2 separate regions of the Macaca mulatta genome follow, and region 2 is linked to region 1. The links are chromatin contacts, called in public Hi-C maps. All regions are on one chromosome and are shown on one strand. The core of a region is the stretch at or near the end of the contact, and the rest is flanking DNA. Distances in the headings are between cores, read along the strand shown. Region 1 overlaps LOC106997312 (a long non-coding RNA gene). Region 2 overlaps LOC106997312 (a long non-coding RNA gene).

Evidence for each region. A called contact is a pair of places that touch in the nucleus more often than the background predicts.
Region 2: a contact with region 1 is called in a Hi-C map of fetal cortical plate, with 1.6 times the contacts expected there. The contact joins two enhancer-like sites. A contact is called at or near these places in 2 of 14 Hi-C or Micro-C datasets (fetal cortex germinal zone and fetal cortical plate).

The regions. Positions count from the first base shown.
Region 1 is chr3:30,878,799-30,882,540 of T2T-MMU8v2.0, reverse strand. All of the region lies in intron 3 of LOC106997312 (a long non-coding RNA gene), which reads right to left. Among named protein-coding and RNA genes, the nearest start is that of MIR125B-2, 250 kb to the left of the region's middle. Within about 2 kb of position 1,745, at least 6 of the 40 cell types and tissues checked have an H3K27ac peak or open chromatin away from gene starts, as enhancers often do. A contact at or near this core is called in fetal cortex germinal zone and fetal cortical plate, where this site is marked.
Region 2 is chr3:30,946,936-30,950,915 of T2T-MMU8v2.0, reverse strand. The region is part of intron 3 of LOC106997312 (a long non-coding RNA gene); the gene reads right to left. Among named protein-coding and RNA genes, the nearest start is that of MIR125B-2, 180 kb to the left of the region's middle. Within about 2 kb of position 1,250, at least 10 of the 40 cell types and tissues checked have an H3K27ac peak or open chromatin away from gene starts, as enhancers often do. A contact at or near this core is called in fetal cortex germinal zone and fetal cortical plate, where this site is marked.

The sequences.
Region 1 (3,742 bases), core at 496-2,995:
TATTGCCAACCTTCATTTGAAGCTGGAGTTTACAAAATCTTCACAGAGCCTATTTTAATGAGGTTTCCAGCTTTAATAAGAAGAGTGTGGTTGCTTAACTGAAATGACCTGCCAAAACTTTCTTAGGTTCATCCATGGTTACACTGAATATTAAAACTACTGAATAATAGATTGAAACAAGAGCATCAACATTCATCTAGAAAACAGAGCATTTTCGTCAACCTTTTACATTAAGAACAAGTCTTCTCAGAGCATATGTAGCAACAACTAATAATTCTTATTAAGCAACATTTACCACAGGTATAATTTGTGGTAGCTAATATTCTGTAAAATTGAATTTGCTTCAGAGTTTTGATTAAAATTATTCACTTCAGGCTCTGTGAATAAAAGAATGCTAGTAAAAATGAAGATTTCGCAAGTTGCTAAAACAAACTAGCTTTTGTTCTTGAAGTCTGAAAAAATACGAAAGCATATTTGTTTCCAGATGGAAGATAATTAACACAAAAAAAATCTGCTTTATCCATAAATATGGTTCCTTTTTAAATTTCAGTAAGTTCACCAAAATATATAAATTCCTTGGAACAAATTAAAGTAAAGCTGGTATTGGAGAAAAATTAAATAAGTTAGAACTAGTTTTTTTTTTCATTTTATTCAAATCATGGGAAAGATGTGTATTACAAGTTGAGAAATCATGTCTTTGTTAGTCTCATTATTTCTTTGTTCAAGGTGTTTGTTAGAATGAGAATCAGGCTGTCTATTGACAAAATTATGTGACAATCTGCATAATTATGTTGCATATGTGTGAAGCTAGTTATGAATGATTAGATTTTTGTTCAAAGTTAGAATGTCTTCATTTTATAAAAGCCAGTGACTGTGAAATGAATGGGATTTTTTTCATGGCAGCAAAAATATTTCCAAATTTCAGAATTAGACTGCCAGTATGAAAAGGACTTAGACTGAGTAACATTATTTACATCTATCCATTAATGATAGAAGCTAAATGAAAGAATTTGCATAAACACAACAGTATAAGTCACCACTAAGTATGGTGTAACTTAAATTATTTCTGTTCAAGTGCATTTAAAGTGTCAATTAATTGCCTCCATTTCAAATGCACACCTTTTCCCCAATTATCAAATTAAAATTTGAGCTGAATCAATGAGCACAATGATAGTTTAATTATATTAAACCACATGAAATAAACAGTGAGGAAGTGTTTGTGCAGATGGCCACCTGAGTCTGTCACCTCCAGGCATAGCCAATGACAAGTATCATTTCCTTGGTAAATAAAATCGCTTTATTTTACTGTCACTGCAGCATCTTTACTTTTAACAGAGAGGAGAATGGGTTGAGATAGAAAGATTTAAGGGAATTACAGAAGGAGAAATTGCAGACACAGATGTATTTTTTTTCTAAGGGCACCAGGTGTTTTAAATGCCACCAGAAGGGTGCTCCAGGCGATTCCGTGCTGTCCAAGATAGCTTGGCATAGATTATCTGAAAGCTTTTGTGTCTTTTCAGCTTTTGATTAAAGGCCAGTGTCAGGACTCCTCTGGGCTTTCGCTTGGTACAGTAAAGCCGAGGGATTTTTTTTTAAGCTGCTGCCAAAAAGATGCCAGTTAGGATAATTACATTTCAATTTAAATTGGTAATTTTATGAAAATTTAAACCAGAATATGTGTCACCCAAATCTCCTTACTTTCATTCCTCCCAAACATGCACACACACACCCCTCTTGTTTTGGGGGAGACAATGACAGCAGCCCACCAGAACCTTCCCATGACCCAGAGATATGTGCCAGGAATTAAACAGATGAGAGAAAATTGAACAGAGCCTGTTTTCTCCGTCCAAATGTATTTTCTAGCCTGGATTTAACACTAGTGTACATTGGAACCATCCCAGGGCATCCTAGCTTCTAGTATCTTTTTCCCGTGGACTCCAGCAAAAGAGGCTTTGGACCATAACTGTAGTATTTGAGACATTGTTTTCCATTCACAGTGAAGCTTTGTATTTGTTAACAGGATGTAGAAAAGGAATCAAACCTACTGAGAGTCTCTCACCCTCTTGGTGAAAGGACCAGGGACACAAGTGGCCAGATGAACCCTGAATTTTCTGTCTGCCACTTTCTTTTTCCAGGACACATACGCAAGCTTGGCAGCACCAACAAAGTGGAAGTAATGTTCCTTTGTTTAGAATGCAGTGTGTACGAACATTTACATAATAAAATACACACACAAATAACAGATGGTGAAGAGCCACTCATTTCGCCACATGTTGTAAGCACGATATCGTTCCTTGATGATCTCATTTCTCTTACTTCTGCCTACAGATGTCTACCAGCTATTTAACCTCAGAGGTTATTCAAATGGTGAAAGGTTTGAAGACAGGCACAAATCTGTCTACAGAATTTTCCTCTTCCATCAGGTACAAATGCCCTTTCTGGGTGGAGTTATCAATCCACAAAAATGCTATCTTCCGTCTAAAACACTAAACAATAAACTTCATTTCTCATGACACTTGTTGGGCAAACAATGTCTACGAAAGAGCACAATAAATACTGCCAATATGCTGACTTTGAAAGAGGTCTTTTCCCTTTAGCCTTTTGTTCTGAACGGAAAGTGTATTAATAATTTTGGTTATTAAGTGAATAGCCTTCTTTTATAGATGTGAGGAAGGGCCTTCGGAAATGAGTGGAAGTCTCCCGGATGCTGTTTGCTCACATGTCCAATCTGTAATTAGAGTTAAGCCTCAAATGTGTGGTAATAGATACGTTGTATAGATTTAACTGCCACTTCCCTCCCTAATTTACACTTAGATAACACTTCTCCTCCCAAAAGCACAAATTACATTCCTTTTAATTAGCTCCCAATGTACTTTGTTAAAGTACATTGAGAATGCGAATTACTAACCTATTAATTTATAAGCATACATTATTCAAAAGCACATAATCATTAATTAAATATCACAACACATAAGGAGGCAGAATTATCATACCCATTTTACAGAAATGAATGCCTATTAGATTATTTGGACTATGACTGATCCAGAATAAGAATCTGTGTTGATCTGTCTAGGATTCATTATTTTGTCCAAGAGGACATATCTTTGACTCAATTCTATTTCTTCTTATATAAAATGAATCATAATTTTTAAGCAAAAATCGTTTAAACACAAGTGATGAATTTAAATCAGTTAGCACTTTAGGGAAATCTCATGTTTTAACAAGTACATGTATCTTACATTTTATGTAGGAGAGTGTGTAAGAAGGACTTAATATCAACACTAGAAAAAGGCAATAAATGTGGCTATTGAAAATAATCTGCCAAACAAGAACTATCTCAAGAAAAGAACAATGAACTTCACTCAGAATGGTTGAAAACAAGCAAATAATCTTATCTTTCAGAGAATATCTAGACAATAATATTCAGAAATAGGTTTGGTGACTGAATGGAATGTAAATGAAAGATTTTAAGAGATCAGAATGATTTTGGAAAAGGAAAATAAACAAAAAAGAGAGTTCATTTAGCTGTATACCTGAAGGCTAATTAAGACATACTTAGTGATCAACTGAACATAAACATATTCCAGATTATCAGATTATTCATCCACAAGCAGAAGAAGAAATAGTGGCCACCATAAGGAAGAAAGGGTTAGAGTAAACATGGACAGGAAAGAGCAGATAGTAAGGTGGTTGGACTAGGTGGCAAAAGAGCCTTTGGCACAAAAAACTTTAGGACAAAGGA
Region 2 (3,980 bases), core at 1-2,500, 69 kb before region 1:
AAATAACCCATTGATTGGGCACCTCCTCTCTGTTACCTTGTACCATTAATTTGCTTCCCTTGTATAAGCCAGATAAGTTTACTGAAAATGAGGCCCTTCATTATCTATTTTGAAACTCTGCCACTCAGTTGAGGGTGTGGTTTATTTAAGTTAATCAACAAATTTTGAATGGATCTAACTACAGGTGAATAGTTAATAAGACTATGACTTATGTTAAGTTTACCAGTCTATGGTTTATCTTATGAAGGCTAGTCAAAAATCAAATCTGTACACTGTGCCTTTTGAAGACCTGGGACTATCGCATATAGCTCAATGGGTTCTTATAGCTCAGTGGCCCCTGCTGTTTAATCTTACTGAACATGGAAAACAAAATATGCCAGCTTGAGGAAGCACTCTCTTATTGTAACAGTAAATACACCGTTTTATGCTAAACATAGTGAGCCATACCATGTTTGCCAACAAATTATTCTTAGCAAAAGTAGCAACAATTGTGTATTTAAAGTTACCCCCCTAAAATACTGTTTGTCATTCAAATGATGAAACGTAAATTTAGAAAACCAAGGGAATTAAGATACTGAATCTTTTATGCCTTCTTTGTTATGTTTTCTCTTTGTGGAAAATAAACTGTGCTGTATAAAGTATCACCTTGAGAAAAAGAAATACAAAAGTATGTTGGCTGCCACTTTAAAAAAATTCTGTTAGCTACTTTTATTTGCACACTTGTTCCTTTTTCTTTCCTAATGGTTTTCATTATAATTTAAACATACAGAGAAATTACCTCCTGGAATATACTAATCTTGAATATTTCCTTGTTATGTCTAGAATAGATTATTACAAAGCTTTCTAAAAATCCTTGATATTTCTAAGGAAATATAGGAACTACCAACTATTTTGGTTCCCTCCCCCTTTTCTCTGTAAATTCTAAAGTAATTGGATAGCATTAGGCTAATAATTATCTAATTTGAATTTTTAAAATATCAAAGTAGTCAAGGAATTGTCTTTCTGCGATGTGGGGCATTGAAAGGAAACTTGTGAATTACTACCCTTTTTTTCTGTGTCTATACATGACAGGATCTACTGTTCCTACAGTTAATTCAGTCAAAGAAACCATTTGATCTGAATGTGTGACCGAATGACCAGTGGTTTGACTGAATTCACAGCCACCATGGCTGCTCTGCCCATGCGAGTCCACAAGGGCTTTGTTTGCTTGCTGGCAGTCTCTGCACAGAGAACACACAGCATATGCCAGGTGGCCATGTGTCTGAGGCAGAGGGAAGGGAGAACAAAGCAAAAAAAGATTCCATTTGGACAGAGATGCTTTAAGCCATCCGACTGCCAGTAACATATTAAAGAGAGAAGAAAATGCAATGATGCTTGAATATACTCAATAGTAAACAACTTTAAGCCTGAGCTTCAGATCACAAATCTCCCCTGCCGCTGCTGACATGCTCAGCTTGAGCGTGGTTGCAGGAGACAAAGGAACCTGCTCCAGGAAGAAAACAGAAGAGAAAATTCTCACCCTGATTTTAATCTATCTCAGATGAACGTTGAAGAACCAGCGATAGCATAACCATTGTATTCTCAGGTCAGAAACCTGTTCTGTTGAAGGTGAGAATAGAGGAAGAAGGTTCTAGAATGGCAAAAACGAGAACTCACTTTCCTGTCCACCTCTTTTTCCTTTGTGTCTACCCTCCATTTGGCATTTATCACACTGCTCACCACTGGCTTCCCAACAAACCGTGAAATGCAGAAGATAGATGTTAGTGCCGTCTCAGAAGTGTTGAGGGCTGCAAACTATCATTTTAGAAAGGCAGCAGGGCGATGTGAATTCCTTAAAAAGTGGAATATCATTTCTCATATACGTGTAATATTGCCCCCATTCCCTGCCTCATGATTTAGGATAAATTTTCTTTTCTGTATTATTTTCTCATTGCTTATTAATTGAGTAGCTGATACGGGCTAGATAGTGTGCTAGCAGCCTGATCTTCATGCAGTATTTTCAGTCTTCCCAGCAGTGCTACTGAGCCCCATTGTGTTCATCTTACAGATGGAAATACTGACATTCAGAGGAGTGAGTTAACTTGCCTGGGTGATTCAGCTAATAAGTGCAAGAAAGATTTAAATCCAAGGTGATTTGATTCCGAAGCCTGTGCTAATCACATTACACCAAGCTACAACTTCATTTATAAATAATAAGTCAGCTTTCAAGGGCCTTTCAGGTGTCCTGCACTTCTACAAGCTGTGCCATTTAGTGAACGCAAAAATGAGCCTTCTGACGAAGTAGTCTTTTCACTATTTCAGATATTAGAACACTAAAATTCTTAGCTGCCGGCTGATTCAAGACTGGGACAAAATTCAAACATGCGTCTACCCCAATGTATATCTCAATGTTAGTCCCCAAATTCTATTGATCTCAACTCAAGAGAACATAAAGAGCTAGTCTTTATACACTCTTTAAGGTATGATATCATCTGGAAATTAACAAAATTGATGCAAATTTGAATGAACTTTATCGTGGTGTATTTAAACAATGTGTTTCTTCTGCCTGGAATGTATTTCTTTCTCTAATTCCTTCCATTTGATCTTTCATATGTAATCTGGTTCTGATGTATGTCTTTTGGACACACTCTTCAATTCCAAAAGACAGAGCTAGTTACTTTCTTCCTGGTGCTCCAAGCACTGTATTTGTATCTGTATTCAAGCATTTTGCTATATTGTACTGGATCATTGTTTCACCTCTAGGATGGCTTCCCCAGGCAACTTGTGTTCACCCAGAGACTACATTTTGTATCTTGTTGACCTTTGAACTTCCACTAGTGTCTTAAAATAGTAGGTAGGCAAAATTACTTGCTATGAGAATGTATAATTAAATGATACAAAAAGGAGAAGCAAGCAGAGAAACACAGGTGTGTATATGTGTTTGTGTGTTTAAAAGGCAGTGTGGAAAAGGAAGAAATGTAATTTACAGTGAAGAGACAAAGTTATATTACCTCTTATCTGGCTTTTAAGGGGATTTTGCTGAGCTAAAAATCCTATATTCATAGAAAAGCCTTACCTGAGCTGCCAATACCATCTAAGATTATTCTTTCAAAAGGATTTTAAAGATCTCATTTACTTTTTGTCATGCACTGCTTGCTATTTGCATTCCACTCTGGTTGAACAGTGAAATGAGACGAGCCTTTATCACCTTTGTGTCTGGTCACGTCTGCTTCCTCGTCTCCCTGTGCTAGCACAGTGCTGCAGTACCAGTCTATAAACACAGCAGCAGAATCGCTCAGGAAAAGAAAAAGAATCAGAAAAGAGAAAGCTGCTTTGGCTCATAATTGGATGAAAATATATATAATAAAAACATTTCTATCGGTAGCAGGTTTTTTTTTTTATAAGTTCTTCTTTTCTTTATAACTAAATTTTTGAAAATGCAGACATTTGGCCTTAGAGATCTCGTGGATGTAAAATTGGCATCAGATCAGTACAGTTTGCTAGCCAAGCTTAAAAAGGAAAATATAATGGGAAAACACTGTGATTTTATAGTTCTTATAAAAATGAGAAAATCATAACCTGTACAAAAACCCCAAGTTGTACCTCCCCTAAATCTGCCCACGAAAAGACTGAGATACATGTTTTCAGTTTTGATGACCTTAGAAACCTACATGGGGTTTATTTTAGTTTACCCTAACCTAACTGTAGATCCATCTCAGCAAACAGATGTGCAGGACATGAGCTGTATGTTCATTGGCTCAGGAAACGGAATGGAGAATTTAAGCTAATTTCCATTTTTATTATGTAGTATGACTTTTGCTTCTTTGTTCCCTCATAATAAACTTCAGTCCCCTTGAAAATACCCTAACTGATAGCCTCTAACAGGGTTAGACTGTATGAGCGGAATGTAGACTTGTTTATGACTGCCTTACCCAAATATGCACCTGACATCCTTTCTCTCAGTGGAATAACAAATTGGATTTTTCCAGAGCAGAAGAGAG